Linked DNA regions of Sus scrofa: region 2 is linked to region 1. A link is a contact called in public HiChIP or PLAC-seq data. All regions are on one chromosome and are shown on one strand. The core of a region is the stretch at or near the end of the contact, and the rest is flanking DNA. Distances in the headings are between cores, read along the strand shown. Region 1 overlaps FRMD4A (FERM domain-containing protein 4A). Region 2 overlaps PRPF18 (PRP18 pre-mRNA processing factor 18 homolog (S. cerevisiae)).

The links. HiChIP or PLAC-seq counts read pairs in DNA pulled down with a chosen protein or histone mark.
Region 2: an H3K27ac HiChIP or PLAC-seq map of alveolar macrophages shows a contact between it and region 1. The contact joins two enhancer-like sites. A contact is called at or near these places in 1 of 47 Hi-C or Micro-C datasets (epiblast stem cells) and 1 of 2 datasets of contacts at active chromatin or transcription factors (alveolar macrophages).

The regions. Positions count from the first base shown.
Region 1 is chr10:47,951,762-47,955,779 of Sscrofa11.1, forward strand. The region is part of intron 12 of FRMD4A (FERM domain-containing protein 4A); the gene reads left to right. Among named protein-coding and RNA genes, the nearest start is that of PRPF18, 170 kb to the right of the region's middle. Within about 2 kb of position 2,045, at least 11 of the 83 cell types and tissues checked have an H3K27ac peak or open chromatin away from gene starts, as enhancers often do. A contact at or near this core is called in alveolar macrophages, where this site is marked.
Region 2 is chr10:48,095,295-48,099,312 of Sscrofa11.1, forward strand. The region is part of intron 4 of PRPF18 (PRP18 pre-mRNA processing factor 18 homolog (S. cerevisiae)); the gene reads right to left. Among named protein-coding and RNA genes, the nearest start is that of PRPF18, 25 kb to the right of the region's middle. Within about 2 kb of position 2,112, at least 1 of the 83 cell types and tissues checked has an H3K27ac peak or open chromatin away from gene starts, as enhancers often do. A contact at or near this core is called in alveolar macrophages, where this site is marked.

The DNA of each region.
Region 1 (4,018 bases), core at 795-3,294:
CCATGAGGACTCAGGTTCAATCCCTGGCCTCTCTCAGTGGGATGGGGATCTAGTGTTGCCAAGAGCTATGGTGTCGGCTGCAGACATGGCTCGCCTCCTGTGTACCTGCGGCTATGGTGTAAGCCGGCAGCTGCAGCTCCAGTTCACTATGTAGCCTGGGAACTTCCATATGCTTTGGGTGAGGCCCTAAAAAGACAAAAACAAACAAACAAAAAAACCATGGTTGAGGCATTCTTTTGTGGTGCAGTGGGTTAAGGAGCCAGCGTTCTCACTGCTGTGGCTCTGGTTACTGCTGTGGGGTGGGTTTGATCCCTGGCGGGGGAACTTCTGCATGCCCCAGATGTGGCCAAAACCCCCCAAAAAATCCAAGACCCCCCCAAAAAATCCAGAGAATTCTTCTCTCCCTCTGTGTGTTTTTGAAAAACATACTAACAGCTCTTCGTGTGTGTTCAGTTGAATTTATTAATATGTTTAAGCTCACTCTCTTTCTCTAATTGAGGTGCTAATGAAGATCTTTAGAGATAATGAGGTAGCACTTAATACATGTGATGTATGTAAAACGCGGGGTGTGACACATCGCAAGTTCTCAAGAAATTGTAGCTCTTCTTGTCCGACTCTAAAACAGGCTTCAGAATAAGGAAAAGTAAGGAAGCCAAATAAGAAAGCCAATTGTGTGAATAATCAGCCTTTGAATACGAGAATTTACTCTCATTTCTGGAATTTACACAGGTCAGTGGATGAAAAATGTTATAAGGTCACCACATTTATTCAGGATACCGACTCTGTTCACACTGGGTTACTTAAAATAACGCGTGCTTCATTTAAAATCACGCCTGCTTCTGTGGCCTCGCAGGAAGTAACTGAGATTCTCAAGTCTATGACTAACTGAGGGATAAGCAAACCAGTCCCAGTCACTGTTCATTCATGGATTCGTTCATTCCAAAATGCTTATTGCATACCCGCAACGTGCCAAGCAGACCGAAGAGAGAGGAGATAGATACGACACACACATCAGGTCCCTGGGACCCGCCAGGCGATCGGGGAGGGATGTATGGTGGTTGCGTCTTACAGATAAGCGAGGTCTGTGTGAGGGGTCGTGGGGAATTAGTCATCAGCCAGGCTTAAGGAGAACGGTTTTCACAGGCAGCAAAGGAGGAGCTGCGTGGGGTTTTGCAGATGGATAGATGGGGGGGCACTCGGGCGGGCAGAGAGCGCCGTGAAGGAGAGCAGCACGGTGTGGTGGCGTTGCACACAGCACCCTGGGGCTGGAACGCGGCGGGAGAGGAGCTGCAGAGGGAGATGGGGCCCCAGCTCCCCAGTCCTGAGAGCTTGCTAAGAGGATTTCATCCTTGAGGCAGTGGGAGCCACCAGAGCAGAGGAGGAGCCATGTCAGACTTTTATAGTCAAAGAAGCATGGTTCTGGCAGCTGCAGGAGGAGGAGTGAGTGGGGTGATACAGGACAAGCCTTACAAATCGGGACATTGCTACACTAACATAGGCTGGAGCTGGTGGGGGCTTGGGGTGGCTGTCAGTGACCGGGATGGAGGAGGGGATTGGAGGTGAGCTGGTTAGAAGGCAGGTGTGGTTGACGCATGGCAGGGGCGGGAGGGTGGCAGTGTGTGTGTGTGTGGTGGTGAGGGGTGGATTCTAGAATGACTCCTGGGCTTCTTGACCGACTAAAGCCTGGGATCTAAAAAAAGGGAAGATAAATCCAGACTAGGACATGCCGGGTTTTAGGCAGATGACACCCCGGTGACAGGGGCAAGTAGGCAGTAGGTATTCAGTTGGAACACGATGTATCAGGAATTTCCGGGAGTTCCTGTGTAGCTCACTTGGTTAAGGATCCGGCATTGTCACTGTAGTGGCTCGGGCCACTACTGCTATGGAGAGGGTTCAATCCCTGACCTGGGAACTTCCACATGCTGCAGGTGTGGCCAAAAAAAAAAAGGTCCAAGGCATAACTGAACCAGAGACTGGACAGAGAGAGGGACGGGGGAGGCACTCAGCACACCGGAAAAATTACAAGAACTGTGAACAGATTTCACTTCCCTGTTGTGACATGTCCTATGAGACAGAGGGTTCAGACAAGGGCCAGCCACCCTGATCCTTGTGTGACCCAGGGAGCCCTTTTAAAAAAATCAACATACAGGAGTTCCCTATGTGGTACAATGGGATTGGCAGCATCTCAGGAGCCCTGGGATGCAGGTTCAATCCCCAGCTTGGCACAGTGGGTTAAGGATCTGGCATTGCTGCACTTGCAGCTTAGGTCACAGCTCTGCCTCAGATCTGATCCCTGGCCCAGGAACTTTGTATGCCACGGGGCATCCGAAAAAGAAAAAAGAAAAAGAAATGAAAGTACAGCCCAAATATAAAATTAAGAACAGGTTTCGGAAGGCCCATGCAAGGAAGAAACCCAAAGTTTCATCAGCCCAGGGGGTCTCTACCTCTGCTAAGACCCTCCCTGGGCCCTAAAGACAAAACTAGAGCCACAGTGAGGAGGTCCCAGCTGCAGAGAGAACCAGGCAAGGCGCCTCTTCCTTCTTCTCACACCTCGCATTGTCACTGTCATAAAAAAGCCATCTCTGTTCCCTGTAAGGCCCCTGTCAGTCCAAATGCGCAGGGTTGGCTCCCTGGCTCCAAACCCGTGAATCTCAAGAGACCTGGGCACGTGGTCGTGACCACCAGTGCAGGTTCACGTACCAACACCCCCAAACCGGTCTTCAGCTACACGTCGGAAATTCACATGACACCGTCAGAATGTAGAGATGCCACAGCCTCCGGCAGGCCCACCCACCCTATCCCTGACCCAGCCAACGAACGTTTAGAAAGCCTCACTGTCGAGCCCCCTGTACAGCCGGAGTTGAGGACACCACCACCCAGACTCAGACTCGGGGAGGGTCCGCGGGGTGCAGCAGGTGTGACTGGCAGGGACCCCTGCGCCTGGAGAGCTGAGGTGTCCCAAGGCACAGGGCTGAAGCCCGGGCCTGCGCTGAGGGAAGGATGGCCCTCCAGGCGGCACCACTCCCTCACAGAAGGAACAGGGCTCACCCCCCAGGGCCCCTCGGCCAAGCTCGGGAAACTGGCTTTGGCATCCAGTTCTGTGCACCTGGGGGCCCTTAGGTAGCAACAGCTGCACCTCTCGCCCAGGCAGGGCTCTCCCTGCCACTCTGACCCAGTTACGGCAGCTATGTCACATGGCGCCGCCATGCTGACAGCCAACTTTCAAGTAGAGGCAGGGGCAGGGTGAGCCGGCTCCCTTGCCTTCGGAGGGCCTGGGGGCATCTGCTGGCATCCACAGCTCCAGCAGCATCAGCAAACCATGAACACGGCCTGCGGCACTCATTAGCCTCCCGCGAGAACCCACTCAGGTGCTTCCAGGGTGGTAGCTGATGCCTGTCCTGAAATGGGAGGGACCAGAGCGACTCCAGATTTTCTGATTGCGGTGCAGTTTGCCACTCTGGTGGCAGGGTCTGTCCTCACTCTGAAGCCCCAGGGGCTCGGGGGGAGATGGCGTAAAGCACCTCCCAGGTAGAAGAGAGAGCATTTTAATCACACACCCTCGTTGGCTACCAGGATCTTCTAAACAGAGGGGCTTCTGGTCTTGCAGAGGCACAGCCCAAAATGCAAGCTGCTGATGTTTGTCCGAGAGAAAAATGCTTCTTTGCCTTCAGGGCACACCTATCAGGAATATCAAGATGTGTGGACACCCAAAAAGGGCGTCTTGGCTTTAGTGTATTTCAGGAGTTCAAGGCGAACTTAAGAATTTTGTAATGATATGCCGAAGAATAGCTCCCCCAGAGACCTAAAAGACTCACAATAGGACTAAAAAAAAAAAAAATTAAAATCTGCAGTATATCCACATAACCCAGAATAGTGGCCCTGGCTTGCATAGATGAGTTCTTTTCTTTCTCCCCCCTCCCCAGGGCTGTACCTGTGGCATATGGAAGTCCCTGGGCTAGGGGTTGAATCAGAGCTGCAGCTGCCAGCCTACACCACAGCCACAGCAACGCAGGATCTG
Region 2 (4,018 bases), core at 862-3,361, 140 kb after region 1:
AGCATAACGAGTACCATATAAAATAAACCCAAGGAGGAACACACCGAGACACATAATAATCAAACTTACCAAAATTAAAGACAAAGAGAAAATCTTGAAAGCAGCTAGGGAAAAAATACAAGTAACATACAAGGGAACCCTGATGAGGTTATCAGCAGATTTTTCAGCAGAAACTCTGCAGGCCAGAAGGGAGTGGCATGATATACTTATCGTGATGAAAGGAAAAAACCTCCAACCAAGAATACTCTACCCAGCAAGGCTCTCATTCAGATTTGAAGGAGAAATCAAAACTTCCTCAGATAAGCAAAAGCTGAGAGAATTCAGCAACACTAAACCAGCCTTACAACAAATACTAAAGGAACTTCTCTAGGCAGGAAAGAAAAGATCAGCAACAGGAAACAAAAATTCCACAAATGACAAGGCTCACCAGTAAAGGCATATATACAGTAAAGATATGAAATCATCCATGCACAATTATACCACCAAAATCAGAAATCATGAGAAGAGGTGGGTACAAATGCAGTACACCAGAGATGAACTTGCAATTAAGAGAACAACAACTTAAAACAATCTCATATACATATAGACTCTTACATCAAAACTTCAGAATAACTGCAAACCAAAAATCTACAATTGATACACAAACAAGGAATCTCTGGAGAAGAAATATATCTCATAGTAAATAAGTGCATAATCCACCATGAAGGGGGTCATGTGACATCATTCTCGGAATGCTGAAGTCTTCTTAGATCTGATTCTGATTTCCTCTCCATCGAAGAATTTATGATAATTATAATTAAATAATGCCACTGTACAATTAAATAATACAGTTCCACAACTGTATTATTAATAACCATTTCTCTCCATGGTACAATGTAAAGTCCATAATGTCTTGTTTATCATATCACCTAGAATGGTGTAATGCCTTTATTGAAGAAACAATGAGATGGAACAAATTGTGAGGACATATTTATATAATTACATTGTTTTTTAACCAACTTATGCATTTTATATTTTACTTATTTTCAGGGGGTGTATTATTTTTGTTATGCTTACCAGTTAAGTTATTCTTTTTACTATGTTATATAAAATATTTAATGGTACATAAGGCTTTCTTCTTTATAAACTTTAGTTGCATAATATAACAATTTAATATAATGCTAATTTTTAAAGAAAAACTGAAATGTAATAGATAAAACTAAGTAGTAAAGACAAAAGCCATAAAATTGGGATAAAGTATAGAATAAATTTCCTATTTGTCTCAGCATATTTTCCATTCCACTTCTCCAGTGGGAGTCACTTAATCTGTTTCTTAAGATCCATGTTATAATAATCTGTGTGAATGTAATTGTGTGTAAATGTATGTATTTTATTCTGTAAAAAAAAAATAAAAATAAATTAAGGCACCCTAAACTTAAAAGCTTTTGCACAGCAAGGAGACCATCAACAAAACAAGAAGTCAATCTAAGAAATAGGAGAAAATATTTACAAATGATCTGACTGACAAGGGGTTAATAGCCAAAATATCCAAACAGCTCAAACAACTACGTACCAATCCAAAATGGTCAGAAGAACCTGAATAGATGCTTCTCCAAAGTAGACATACAAATGGCTAATAGGCCATAGGCACATGAAAAGATGCTCAACACTGCTAATTATTAGAGCAATAAAAATCAAAGCCACAGGAGTTCCCGTCATGGTGCAGTGGTTAACGAATCCGACTAGGAACCATGAGGTTGCGGGTTCAGTCCCTGCCCTTGCTCAGTGGGTTAACGATCCGGCGTTGCCATGAGCTGTGGTGTAGGTTGCAGACGCGGCTCGGATCCAGCATTGCTGTGGCTCTGGCCTAAGCCGGTGGCTACAGCTCCGATTCAACTCCTAGCCTGGGAACCTCCATATGCCGAGGGAGCGGCCCAAGAAATAGCAAAAAAAAAAAAAAAAAAAAAAAAAAAAAGACAAAAAAATCAAAGCCACAATGAGGTATCCCTTCACACCTGTCAGAATGGCTATCGACAAAGTCTACCAACGGTAAACATTGAAGAGGCTGTGGAGAAAAGGGAACCTTCATTCACTGTTGGTGGTACGTAAACTGGTGCAGACATTGTGGAAATGTATGGTGGTTCCTTAAAAAACTAAAAACAGAACTACCATATGATTCAGCAATTCCACTCCTGGGTATGCATCTGGAAAAAATGAAAACAACTCATTTGAAAAGATACATGCATCCCAGTGTTCATAACAGCACTATTTACAATAGCTAAGACATGGAAGCAACCTGAGTGCCTAAAAGACGAATGGATTAAGATGATGTGGTGTGTCCATATGTGCGCGCACGTGCACCCACACACACAGAGGTACTAGCCATAAAAAAAAAAGAGCAAAATTCTGTCATTTTCAACAACATGGATGGACCTGGAGAGCATTATGCTTAGTAAAATAAGTCAGAGAAAGACAAACACTGTATGATATCACTTATTTGTGGCATCTGAAAAATAATACGGATGAATGTATATGCAAAACGGAAACAGACTCACAGATATAGAAAACAAACTTGTTTTCAAAGGGGAAAGGAAAGAGGAAATGGACAAATTAGGGGTATGGGATTAAAAGATGCAAACTACTATATTTAAAATAGATAAGCAACCAAGATATACTAGATAGTACAGAGAATTATACTCATTATCTTTTAACAACCTATAATGGAGTATAATCTGCATAGTGAATCACTGCTCCATACCTGAATTTAACACAATACTGTAATTTTTTAAATCAGTTATCAACTATAATTCAATTTTTTAAATAAGTTAAAGACAAAGAGAGAATCTTAAAAGCACAGGAAGAGAAAACGACTCGTTCATACAAGGGATTCCCCCCCACACCATGAGACAATCAGCAGATTTTTTTTTTTTTTTTTTTGCTTTTTAGGGAGCATATGGAGGTTCCCAGGCTAGGAGTCAAATCGGAGCTACAGCTGCTGGCCTACACCACAGCCACAGCACTGCAGGATCGAAGCCACGTCTTCGACCTACACCACAGCTCACAGCAATGCTGGATCCTTAACCCACTGAGTGAGGCCAAGGATCGAACCCACAACCTCATGGTTACGAGCTGGATTCATTTCTGCTGTGCCACAATGGGAACTCCTATCAGCACATTTTTAAGCAGAACCTTTGTAGGACAGACGAGAGTGGCATGATATATTCTAAATGCTACAAGAAAAAACTTCCAAGAACACTCTACCCAGCAAAGTTATCATTCAGAATTGAAGGAGACGTAAGAGTTTCCAGAAAAAGTTAGAGGAGTTCATCTCCACTAAACAAGCTTACAAGAAATGTTAAAGGAACTTCTTTAAACTGAAAAGAAAGGGTACTAATTAAGAACAAGAAAACATACGAATGTACAAATCTCACTGGTAAAGGTGGCAATTTAATCACTTATAAAGCTAGTATGAAGATTAAGAGAAAAACAGTAAAAATAACGATAATAGCTCAGGGCTACACAAGACAAAAAAAAAAGATGTAAATTGTAGTATTAGAAACATAAAACGTGGAGGGAAGAGAGTGAACATGCAGAGCTTCAGACTATGTTCAAATTTTAGTTATCAGAGTTCCCACTGTGACACAGCAGAAACGATTCTGACTAGGAACCATGAGGTTTCGGGTTCCAGCTCTGGCCTCGCTCAGTGGGTTAAGGATCCAACGTTGCCGTGAGCTGTGGTGTAGGTCGCAGACGTGGCTCAGATCCCGCGTTGCTGTGTCAGAGGCCAGTAGCAACAGCTCCGACTAGACCCCTAGCCTAGGAAGCTCCATGTGCCACAGGTGGAGCCCTAAAAAGACCAAAAAAAAAAAAAACCCGACCAAATTTTAGTTATCAACTTTCAGACTGCTCCACTTATTAAATAAGTCACAGGGATATAATGCACAGCATGGTGTCTGAAGTTGGTAACAGTGTATTATGTACCTGAAAGTTACTCAGAGTAGATCTTTAAAAAGCCCTCATCACAAGGAAAAAAAATTTG